4 separate regions of the Sus scrofa genome follow, and all the other regions are linked to region 1. A link is a contact called in public Hi-C data. All regions are on one chromosome and are shown on one strand. Each heading gives the region's core, a stretch centred on a gene start, on an enhancer-like site or on the middle of the called end of the contact. The rest is flanking DNA. Distances are from core to core; before and after follow the strand shown.

Region 1 (2,869 bases), core at 267-2,766:
AAGGGTAACCCTCTTAGTTCCTTCAGACTGCTCTAACAGCGTAAACAACAACCTTCTTTCTCACAGTTTTGTAGGCCTGAAGTCCAAGATCAGGGTGCTGTCTTTTTTCTCCTTCTATTTAGTGCTGCACCTGCAGCATATGGAAGTTCCCAGGCTAGGGACTGAATTGGAGCTGAAGCCACTGGCCTATGCCACAGCCACAGCAATGAGGGATCTGAGCTTCGTCTGCAACCTACACTGCAGCTCATGGCAACTCTGGATCCTTAAACCACCGAGGGGGGCCAGGGATCAAACCCAAATCCTCATGGACACTAGTCGGGTTTGTAACCTGCTGAGCCACAATGGGAACTCCCCAGGGTACCATCTTGGTCTGGGGAGGGCCCTCTTCCTGGTCTCAGATTTCTTATTCTATCCTTTCCTGGGTCCCTTTTAAAAGAATGCTAATCTCAGCCTGAGGAATCTGACCGCATAACCTAATGCCTCCCAAAGGGCCTGTCTTAAGCAATATCATCTTGGGCATTAACTTCTCAATACATGAATTGTGGGGCAACACAAACATTCAGGAAGGTGTTTGAATTTTTTTCTGAGTCAGAGGGAGTACTGAAGATTTTGAACAAAAACAATGCTACCTAACCTGCATTTAAAAAAAAAGTCTTTTCTTTGGTGCTCTGGGCCCCTTGGATTCTAACCATGCAAACATTCAGTTCTGAAACAGGCTGACTGCTTCAGCTAGGCTGTGCAGAGGAGTGTAAGAATCCCCTAAACCTTTAATACTCAGGCTTCCTCTAGAATCGGGCTGGTACATATTTAAATGGCATAGTTAACTGAGCACATGAAATGAGGCTAGTTTGAACTGAGGTGTGGTGTTAATTGTGAAATACACACTGGAATCCCAAGGTTTAGTACCAACAATCCATACATAAAATATCTCCATAAATCCATTGTCTTGATTACACGTTGAAATGATAGTGTTTCGAATACACTGGGTTAAACAAAGTATGGCCATCTTAACTCTCGCTATTTTTTTTTTTTTTTTTTTTTTTAATGTGTGCACTGTTAGATTTAGATGACCTAGGTGGCTGGGATTCTATTTCTACCGGGCAGCGTCTGGGCTGGGCCCTATGCTCCTAGATGCAAACTCTTCATCCAGGAGCTCTCCCTGCGCCCTACGTTGCACGAGCCACCTCAGAAAAACCCTGGCTCCATCCTGGACTCAGTGGCTTTTCTGTGAATTCCCTGAGCCTCCGACCTGAGCCTCTGGCTTCCCGGGACTCCAGCCCGCGAGGTGAGGGTCAGACGGTCCGACCTGCGAGCTAACTAACCAGCTGCCCTGTCTTCCCTGACACCCACTCCCCGGGTTGCAGGGGCGCAGGACGCACCGACCCTAGGCTGCTCGCCCGGATCACGCCTCCTCCTAGCGGCCCAAATCCCCTTCCCGCGGGGTGGTCGCCTTTCCACCATCAAGTCTCACAGCAGAACTACCAAGGCCAGTACTCCCGGCAGTACAGGGCCCAACCAACAACACCCACCACCCACCGCGAGGCAACACCCACCTCGGTCCACTCAGTGAACACCCGCTTCAAGTCAATCCAATCAACGCCCAACTCACCCTGATCCAACCCCCACCCTCCACACCTCACGCAGATCTAAACAACCACCACCTCAGGACTATCCAATCACCACCACTTCCCACGCCAATCCAATCCACACGCAGCTCAGGCCGACTGGGCGGGGCAGGATTAGTCTGCAGCTTCCCTCGCCAGGGCGGGGACTCCCCGGGCAGGGGGCGTGGCTAAAGGTCGAGAGGTGGGACTTCCTGTCTGACCGGGTCTACCGCAATCCAGCCCGGAAGTCACTCAGTCTGGCTTTTCCCCGGCGCCGAGGTTTGTCTTACCCTGTGGGGGTGTCGGGGCGCAGGTCGCTAGCTTTCTGCCGCGGTCGCCTGTTATTTTCCGGCCAGCGATGGCGACCTACACCTGCAACACCTGCCGGGTGGTGCTGGTCGACGCGGAGGCGCAGCGGGCGCACTACAAGACGGACTGGCACCGCTACAACCTGAGGCGCAAAGTGGCCGGCATGGCCCCGGTCAGCGCCGAGGGCTTCCAGGAGCGGGTGCGGGCGCAGCGGGCCCTGGCGGAGCCCGAGAGCAAGGGCGCGGCCACCTACTGCACGGTGTGCAGTAAGAAGTTTGCCTCCTTCAAGGCCTACGAAAACCACCTCAAGTCCCGGCGGCACGTGGAGCTGGAGAAGCGGGCGGTGAGCCGAAAGGTGGCGATCCTGAATGAGAAGAACTTGGAGAAAGGGCTGGGCGTGGACGGTGTGGACAAGGATGCGGTGAACGCGGCCATCCAGCAGGTCATCAAGGCGCAGCCGTCCACGTCGCCCAAGAAGGCGGCCCCGGCGCTCGAGGCGGAGTTCCGGAGCCCGGTGTCGGTGGCTGCGGGAGGGCGTGGGGCTCACCAGCGGGACCCGGCCGAGAAGCCTCCGCGGCTGCAGTGGTTTGAACAGCAGGCGAGGAAGTTGGCGAAGCAGCAGGGGGAGGAGGAGAGTGAGGAGGAGCTGGATGACGGCGACGGTGAGGGCCTGTGTTGGGGGGCGGGTCGGGTGAGGTTATTGATCGTCCCTAAGCGTCCAGATTGATGTTTGCGTTGGGGGAGGGGGAGGGGGAGGTGCCAGTTTTGAAGTGAGGGTGAAGGGTGAGGGTGGTTTCCATGCTCTTCTTGCTGAAGTGAGTGGTGTGGCCAGCCTCCTGGCGGGGCGTTTTGTGTATTTAGTTCGCTGTTGTAGATTCGAGTACTGAAACCTCAGCTGGGCGGCGGGAGGGATCGTTGCAGTTTGTAGGAGTGGTGCCTTCTCTGTTTAGACTGAG
Region 2 (2,869 bases), core at 223-2,722, 250 kb after region 1:
TTTAACTATTAGTGGGAGTCAGTGCCACCAAACATACCATGTGCAACAATATTGTTTTAGGAGGCAGGAGAGAGAATTGGGGAAAAAAATCACTCAGAATTTGAGCCGGAAAATCTGGAGTCACGGAGCTCAAAAGTTCTTTGTTAATAGTTCTGTGACCTTGAATAAGTTACTTTGCCTATCTGATCCTGGCTCTTCAGCTATGAAATGCAGCCAAAAATGACTGCCCGAAGAGTGGGAGAGTGAGTCCAACATCAAAGTGTTACTAGTGAATATCACCATGCTTTGGAGGGACACATTGCAGATCTAATGCTTTATGATTTCACACTACGAATTTGGAAACTACAGCATGTGCATGGTTTTCCGCCTAATTCCCTGCAGGTAAGGTAGTTTATTTTCAAAAAAGAACTGAGGGGACTCTTGCTCTGCCGGAAGATGGGTCCCAGAGAGGTTTTGCGGAGGGGAGTTACAGAGAAATTGGCCGTTTTCCGGCTGCGTAAAATCGATATCCAAGGTTACATTAACTTCTGCAGGAGAGGTGTCATTTGAGTTCTTTTTATGGCAAGGGTGAGAGACCACGCACCACAGATCGTGGCACCAGGTTTCACTAGGAGAAACTATTCCAGTAAGTGATATACACAATGTCACCAGAATATTTTCAAATCAACCCGGATACACTGCAAGAGGGAGAGGGCAAGGAGGGCAGAGGGAGGATGCTGATTCCAGAGACGTCTGTTTTTAGGGCTCTGGAGGATCAGTCAGAGCGCCCTTGAGAGAGAAGGCTCAGAGGGCTGGAAGCGTTTAACTGGGAGCGTCAGTTAGTCCCCAGGGCCCCACGCGCCCTTTCTCTCGCACCTGCTTAGCCGGCTCCGGGGCGCCTGGGGCATTCGACTCGCGAGCCCCGACTCCCACGCGGGTCTCAGGTTCGATCATCCTGGCCCCATCCAGTCCAGCGCCGCGGCATCCCACTTGCTCATCCGGTAACGGTTTCGGGACTTGCAGCTTCCGACCCCTCCCCCCACCCCATCTCCCAGTCCTGAGCCGCAGTGCCGCGCGGTTTGGAGAGGGGTAATCCGCCCCGGAACAGACGTGAGCGGCACAGGGGCGGGGTCGGCGGAGGCGACTGAGGGATTCTGCCCAGCCCCCCCTGCCCCCCAATTCCAGCTGGTCTTCTCTGCACTTCGTCTCTATATCCCCCTCCCCCTGCCCATCCCCTCCGTTGCGCTGTTCCTCCCCCATTCCTCCGTTTCCTAGTACGCCCCCACCGCCCCCGCCATCCCCCCTCCCCGGCGGCTCCGCTCTCACGCGCCGCCGAATTCGGCACCGCCTCCATCAGAGCCGAGCCCCGGCTCAGCGGAGCAGCAGCCGCCTCCGCCGCCGCCGCCGCCGCCGGGCCCTCCGCTTTCCCTCCCCGTCCCGCCCCTCAGCCCCTGGAGCCCCAGTCCCCACCCTCCCTCTCCCTCCTTCCCTCCCTCTTCCCCCCCGCCCCCTTCTCCCTTCTCCAGCAGCCTGAGCCCGGCCCGCTAGCCGGGCTGGCAGGAGGGCGGCGGCGGCACCACCATGAGCTCTGAGGGCGGCCACAGCGGCAGTCGGCGCCGCGGGGCGGAGAGCAGGGACGCCGAGCCTCCCCCGCCGCCGCCGCCGCCGCCGCCGCCGCCGCCGGGAGAGCCAGCCTCGGTCCCCGCGCCTCCGCGCTACCTGCCGCCGCTGCCTGCGCCGCCCTGGTCCCCCGAGCGCTCTGCGGGGCCCGACGAGCAGCCAGCGGAGGTGGTCCAGCGGCGCGAGGGCGCAGAAGAGCTGCCGCTGCCGCCGCCACTGGGGCCCCTGTCGCCCGCAGGGCAGGAGGTTTCGGTGGCTGGCGACTCCGGGGAAGGTCCGAGGCGCCCTCCGGAGGCGACGGTCCCTGAGGAGGCGGCTGGAAAGGGCGGCCCCGGGGAACCCGAGGCCGGCGCAGGTGGGGAGGGCGACCGGCGGGGAGCCGGGGACCAGCCCGAGACGCGCTCGGTCTGTAGCAGCCGCAGTAGCAGCAGTGGCGGCGGTGATCAGCGCGCCGGGCACCAGCACCAGCACCACCAGCCCATTTGCAAGATCTGCTTCCAGGGGGCCGAGCAGGTAAGGCCCGGCGGGACCCAGGGGCAGCTGGCGGTGGGCTCTGAAAGGGCTGGGCTGGCTCCCGCCCCTGGCGGCAGATCTTTCAGCACCACGGACAGCGCCCGCCCCTCGGTTCTCGGGCTGAGCGATTGAGTGGCGACTACTGTGTGTTCCCCTTTTTCTTAACTATGAAGGCAAAAACTGTCCCAATGGCGAATAAAATGTTTAATTTGTCTACACTTTCTTCCCACGTGGTGTTGCAGTTACAAATTCCTCAGGTGTTTTAATGATAATGCCATAAGTATCTCTTTTGTGAATTACTAAAGGGGTTTTAGTTTATCCAGAGAAACAAATCTATATTCCTTCAACTACAAGTAAGGCAGACGGTCTTAGAGTACAAACTGGGGGTGAATCAGGTCAAACCCAAAAAGAAAAGGGTCTTTCCGTACTGCAAATTTTTGTGATTGTCTCATTGATGTGAAAATCATGTTATAGTTTTTATAAGACAAAAATGTACTTTACCCTTGTTCAAGAAAGCCTATTTAACCAACAATGTACTTTATATTTTATTGGAAACACAATTCTAAAATTATAAACTCCATTAGAGATGCATGCAAACTTCTTTGTGGGTAATCATGGAGATAACAGAGTAATACAAAACGTGTGGCCTGAGAAAACATTAGGTTTAGTATTTTTTAAAGTAAGGAAATTGCATAAGAATATGCAGGCTTTCAGGAATATAGTGCCCTAAGTCAATATTTATGATGCTACATTTAGA
Region 3 (2,869 bases), core at 164-2,663, 200 kb before region 1:
TCGCTGCAGAGGCTCAAGGCCCGCATTAGCCAGTCCACTAAGAGCTTCACACCCAGCGAGAGGCTGGAGAAGAGGCGCACAAGCTTCTTGGAGGGGACGCTGCGGCGGAGCTTCCGGACAGGGGCCGCCGTGCGCCAGAAGGTGGAGGAGGAGCAAATGCTGGACATGTGGGTCAAGGAGGAGGTGTCCTCGGCACGAGCCAGCATCATGGACAAGTGGAAGAAGTTTCAGGGGATGAGCCAGGAACAGGCCATGGCCAAGTACATGGCCTTGATCAAGGAGTGGCCTGGGTACGGGTCGACGCTCTTTGATGTGGAGGTAAGAGCTGGCTGCTGCTTCCTGGCCCAGGTTGCACCTGAGTCAGTGTGACCGTGGTCAAGTTCATAGGGAGGGCAGACCAGGCCCAACATTGGACTGTCTTACCCTCTTCTATTAGAGCCCCTGACATTTTACCCTTAACACCCCCACCACCTACCCAAGGTGTATGTCCTCCTTTATAGTAAATACTTTCTTAATATTGGAAGCGACCAGAAAATTTAAATGTCACTCTTTTTTTTTTTTGGCTGCAATGTGCAGCAGCTTGATGTTGGATCTCAGGTCCCAGACCAGGGATTGAACCTGGGCTGCAGCAGAGAAAGTGCTGCATCCTAACTGCTAGACCACCAGGGAGCTGACAAGATGCCACTTATTCTTAAGTAACTTCCAACTCCATGTTATTCAAGCTATAGATCCAGTTAAAAAGTGCTGGTAAAAATCTACATTAATTTTTTAAAGTTTTTTGGGACTTTGTACATAAAATTAGAAATTTGGGATAGACTTGGATTTTTATTTTTTCCCATGACTGTTGGTAGGGAGGAATTTCTGTTACACAGTTGGAATTTGGCTAAAATTCACGTCAACCTAGTACGGATTCATATCCTTTTTTTAAAACGTAAACCATTTATTGAAAGAAAACCTTATTACTGATCTAGATCAAGGCTTGGCAAACTGCCCAGTGGCCAGATCCTGCCTGCCTTCTTTTTGTAAATAAAGTTTTATTGGAACACAGCAATGCTCATTCCTTTATGTATTTTTCTCAGGCAGCTTTCACGCTAAAATGGCAGGGTTAAATAGCTGTGACAGAGACCACAAAACCTAAAATATTTACCCTTAAACCACTAAGTTGGCCACAACCCCTGTCTGTTTTCCTTGTGATCATAGTCAATCAGCATGTTATTTCATGACTTTTAAATGAGGCGCTATAAAAATGTAATTCTTGAGCATCTGTTCCAGGATCCTTTCATGACTTTTCATTGGATGCTGTCTTTCTGTGGGTTGATTCAGTTACATTTGTTTTTAAGTACAAGTCCTGGCTCTTATTTTCCACTGCTGATTGTGCAAGAAAGTCTGTTGTTAAACAAGTTAGATCAGTCACTGTGCACACAACTGGTCATTGCTGCTCCTTGTCCTGTGTTGTTTAATAAGAGAAGCCAAAACTGCCCAGCACAAATTTGGGGAATTTCCCTATGGGATCCTAGATTGTTTTATTTGAAAAATTATCATCTTGGAGTTCCCAGTGTGGCTCAGCAGGTTAAGGACATGACATGGTGTCCATGAGGATTCGGGTTTGATTCCCTGGCCTCACTCAGTGGTTAAGTTGCGGCGTAGGTTGCAGATGCTGGCATTGCTATGGCTGTGGTGTAGGCTGGCAGCTGCAGCTCCGATTCGACCCTGAGAACTTCCGTATGCCGCAGGTGAGGCCGTAAAAAGAAAAAGAAAATAGGAATGGAGGCAGAACTAGAGATAGAAGAGGGTAGCCCTGGCTCAGGCTGCTTGATTTGCTGGGGGGCTCCTTGTCAATTTCCGCAGCTACTGCCAACTCCACGCTACTGATTCAGGTGGCTGTTACAACATCAGGTAATGATGTTGAGATGTGGGGCATGCAGGCCAGATGTTGGATTTACCAGTGAGGGTTCCCCAAATGCACGGGATCAGCCAGTCAGAAATCACTCAGGACAGCTGTATTTCACTTCCCCCCCAGGCACGAAGACACGTTGAATGTGTTTAATAGTCCGTGCAGTGTCCTTGACTTAGAGCCTCTCTTGTTTCTGTTTCTAACGTTGATGACCTAACAACCCTTGCACTGACTCTCGCCCACCAGTGCAAGGAAGGCGGCTTTCCCCAGGACCTCTGGCTGGGCGTCAGCGCGGACGCTGTCTCCGTCTACAAGCGTGGGGAGGGGAGGCCGTTGGAAGTCTTCCAATACGAGCACATCCTCTCCTTTGGGGCCCCCCTCGCCAACACATACAAGATTGTCGTCGATGAGAGGGAGCTGCTCTTTGAAACCAGTGAGGTAAGAGGCGAATCTTTCATCTGTGGCCTTGGCAAAATAAAAAAGCAACACCCCGTTTCCTAAAATTTGACAAATTTTATTTGGATATTTTGCTTTAAGACATAGGAAGGTACAGTCTGGTGGTCCCTCCCCAGCTGCAGGCTTCTCACGGGCCAAAAATCGGACAGCCCCAAATTTCTTCGGTATCATTTGGCAGAATTACTAGATGATGTGACAGTGGATGGCATCTGGGGGAACTTGGATCCGGCCATGTCCACAGAGCAGGAGGGAGCAAGGGGCAGACCATTCTGGACAGAGCTGATTCTAGCCAGCAAAAAAAAAAAAAAAAAAAAATTGCAAAAAAGACCTATCTCTTTGGGAGCTGCTCTTGTGGCTCAGCAGGTTAAGAACCTGACTAGTATCCATGAGGATGCAGGTTTGATCCCTGGCCTCCCTCAATGGGTTAAAGGATCCAGAATTGCTGTGCGCTGTGATGTAGGTCACAGATGAGGCTTGGATCCTGTGTTGCTGTGGTATAGACTGGCAGCTGCAGCTCCA
Region 4 (2,869 bases), core at 100-2,599, 130 kb before region 1:
TGTTTTTCAGTCGGTGAATGGATAAACAGTGATACATCATACCATGGAATGTTATTTGATAATAAAAAGAAATGAGCTGTCAAACCGTGAAAAGAGAAAGGAACTTAAATAAACACTGCTCAGTGAAGGGAGCCTGTCATAAAGGCTACATACTGAGTGATTCCAAATATATGGCATTCTGGAAAAGGCAAACCAGTAGAGACAGGAAAAAGATCAGTGGTCCCTAGGTTTATGGGGAGAGGAAGGCATGGATAAGTGGAGCCCAGGGGAATTTTAGGGCAGTGAAACTACTTGGCATGACACTGTAATGGTGGATACGTGACGTTCTGCATTTGTCATGAATGTACAACAAGAGTGAACCCTACTGCAACTGTGGCCTTGGTTAATAACATATCAATGTCGACTCATCAGTTACAATAAATGTATCACACTGAAGCAAGATGTTAATTCTCAGGGACCCTGCATACAGGTGGGGGATGGGGAGGAGATAGGTGGGAGGTCTCTGCAGAGTCTGCTCAGTTTTTCTGTAAACCTAACCCTGCTCTAAAAAATACATTTTATCTTTTTTTTTAGTTTTTTTTTTTTTTTTTTTTTTTTAGTTTTATTGAAGTATAGTTCATTTACAAGGTCGTGATAATTTCGGCTGTACAACATAGTGATTCAGTTATACACATAGACACCTCCATGCTCTTTCTGTGATCTCATAGATCATCACAGAATACTGGGTAGAGTTCCCTGGGCTACACAGCAGGTCCCCGTTGGCCATTCATGCCGTAAACTTCAGTGCGCTTAGGCCAATCCCAAACCCCCAGTCCATCCCTCCCCGCCCACCTGTCCCCTTTGGTAACCGTAAGTTTTTCAAAGTTTCTGAGTCTGTTTCTGTTCTGAAAACAAGTTCATTTGTATTCTTTTCTTTTCTTTCTTTCTTTCTTTCTTTCTTTCTTTCTTTCTTTCTTTCTTTCTTTCTTTTTCTTTTTTTTGTAGATTCCACATGTAAGTGATCGCTGTCTATTAATTAAAAACAAAAACTGTACAAGTAGACCTGTGGAGTCCTCCAGAAGAGAGGGATTTAAGGTCTCTCTTCCTGGTTCCCACTCTGTAGGGACCAGATGCCCAGTGGGAGCATTTACTCTGTTGAGTCCCCACCTGGAGCCAGAGGAGGGATGGGATGCCTGGGAAGATAGGAAGGAACAAGGGATGTTTGTCCTGAAGAGGCAAGAACATACGCCTCATATTCTGCAGCCTTGGTGGGGACACTGGTGTCTTTGAGGAGGGCTCCTGGCATCTCTTAAGTCAGTTCCGCACACCCTGAGCAGACATATCCTCGGAAATGGGTGGCAGCTCTCCCGTCTATTTTCATGGGACAAGAGACAGAGGGAGAGGCTGTCTTCCTGACTTCCTGTGTCTGGGAGATGTTAAGCAGAGCAGTGAGAGAGCTGGATCAGAGCCAAGCTGTCTGGGTGCCTGGTTCCTGGGCAATTTTCTTTCTTTCTTTTTTTTAAAGGGCCTCTCCCGCAGCATATGTAGCTTCCCAGGCTGGAGGTCGAATCCAAGCTACAGCTGCCAGCCTACACCACAGCCACAGCAATGCCAGATCTGAGCCAAGTCTGCTACCTACACCACAGCTCATGGCAACACCAGGTCATTAGCCCACTGAGCGTCGCAAGGGGAGCTCCCCTGGGCAATTTTCTTAACCTCTCCTTCCTCATCTGCAAAGAGCGGCTAATCGTAATGCCCTCATCATGGGACTGTTATAAGGATGAAATGAGTGAATACATACAAAGTACTTAGGCCTGAGTTTTACTCACTGCAGTGTGGTTCCAGAGGGCAGAGCTAGCCCCTCAGGGCTGAGGGAGGCTAGTGTTTCAGGCAAGCTTTCTCACACGCCTCTTCTGGGCTCTTGCACTCTTGCTGTTCCCTCTTCTTATGCTGTTCCCACCCTGGAATGCCTTTGGCGCTGTCCACCTGGCAAAGTCTGACTTCTCCAGGGAGCCAAAGCTTCAAGGCCACCTTCTCCTGAGAGCTTTCTCCGTCTTGCATATGCAGGTGCCGGCCCTCCTGTCTGCTTCCACAGCATTTTGGAAAGTACTTGGGTTAAACATAGTTGTTTACTCGTCTACTTCCCGGCTTTGCTGGGGTTTTGTCATCAGTGACTCCCTGCACCTCTAGCCCAGAGTCTGATAGTCAGTGGTTATGGAATGATCATAGCATTTCTCCTTCCCCCAGTAATGAAAGGATCCTGTAGGAAACTGGGTGCCGAAGCCATACTGGGCTTCCTGACCTGAGAAGGATTTCGGTGGGGGTGGCTGGTTCTCCCTGATTGAAGTGGGTTGGGTGAAAGTGCAGTCTTACTCGGGGTGGTGCTATGGCATCATGGCATCAGCATCATGGCCAGCAGACAGGGTTTGTTTGTTTGCTCCTTTTTTTTTTTTTTTTTTGATGTCCTATAAGTCAGTTTTCATATAAATGAAAGATTGGTTTGAAAACAACTTTAACTCCCCCCCTTTTTTGGGACATGCCTGAGGTACGAAGAAGTTCCTAGGCCAGGGATCAAACTTGCACCATAGCAGCAACTGGAGCCACAGCGGTGACCTTAGCCACTAGGTCATCAGGGAACTCCCAACTTTTTAAAGAATAAATTGCGATTAAGGTTATAACCTTCATTTTTCTTTGAGCTTTCAATTTTAGCGAACATGACTTTTTTTGTTTATAAATCCAGCACATTTTCAAGAGAGGTGTTGATTTCATTAAAAAGTTTTGTTTTACTCCTTTCAACAAATTAAACTGTACTTGTACATTTTATATTTTCCCTGTGCCTTTAATGTACTTTATCATCAAAGGTTAATAAGCTTATACCAAAGGCGCTCAG

The links. A called contact is a pair of places that touch in the nucleus more often than the background predicts.
Region 2: a Hi-C map of epiblast stem cells shows a contact between it and region 1, with 1.8 times the contacts expected there. The contact joins the promoter of MARCH11 here to the promoter of ZNF622 in region 1. A contact is called at or near these places in 1 of 5 promoter capture datasets (fetal skeletal muscle) and 4 of 47 Hi-C or Micro-C datasets (brain, embryonic fibroblasts and epiblast stem cells).
Region 3: a Hi-C map of liver shows a contact between it and region 1, with 6 times the contacts expected there. The contact joins the enhancer-like site here to the promoter of ZNF622 in region 1. A contact is called at or near these places in 3 of 5 promoter capture datasets (fetal liver, fetal skeletal muscle and liver), 5 of 47 Hi-C or Micro-C datasets (embryonic fibroblasts, heart right ventricle, liver and 1 more) and 2 of 2 datasets of contacts at active chromatin or transcription factors (alveolar macrophages and skeletal muscle).
Region 4: a Hi-C map of liver shows a contact between it and region 1, with 4 times the contacts expected there. The contact joins the enhancer-like site here to the promoter of ZNF622 in region 1. A contact is called at or near these places in 1 of 5 promoter capture datasets (liver), 1 of 47 Hi-C or Micro-C datasets (liver) and 2 of 2 datasets of contacts at active chromatin or transcription factors (alveolar macrophages and skeletal muscle).

What each region holds. Positions count from the first base shown.
Region 1 is chr16:5,713,471-5,716,339 of Sscrofa11.1, reverse strand. It overlaps ZNF622 (zinc finger protein 622), which reads left to right and starts at 1,516. Exons shown (of 6, transcript XM_021076700.1): 1 at 1,516-2,575. The coding sequence starts at 1,963.
Region 2 is chr16:5,458,496-5,461,364 of Sscrofa11.1, reverse strand. It overlaps MARCH11 (E3 ubiquitin-protein ligase MARCH11), which reads left to right and starts at 1,472. Exons shown (of 4, transcript XM_021076811.1): 1 at 1,472-2,112. The coding sequence starts at 1,561.
Region 3 is chr16:5,909,670-5,912,538 of Sscrofa11.1, reverse strand. MYO10 (unconventional myosin-X) reads left to right here. Exons shown (of 41, transcript XM_005672397.3): 39 at 1-318; 40 at 2,141-2,332. Among named protein-coding and RNA genes, the nearest start is that of RETREG1, 32 kb to the right of the region's middle. Within about 2 kb of position 1,413, at least 1 of the 83 cell types and tissues checked has an H3K27ac peak or open chromatin away from gene starts, as enhancers often do. A contact at or near this core is called in liver, where this site is marked.
Region 4 is chr16:5,841,466-5,844,334 of Sscrofa11.1, reverse strand. The region is part of intron 1 of RETREG1 (reticulophagy receptor FAM134B); the gene reads left to right. Among named protein-coding and RNA genes, the nearest start is that of RETREG1, 37 kb to the left of the region's middle. Within about 2 kb of position 1,349, at least 7 of the 83 cell types and tissues checked have an H3K27ac peak or open chromatin away from gene starts, as enhancers often do. A contact at or near this core is called in liver, where this site is marked.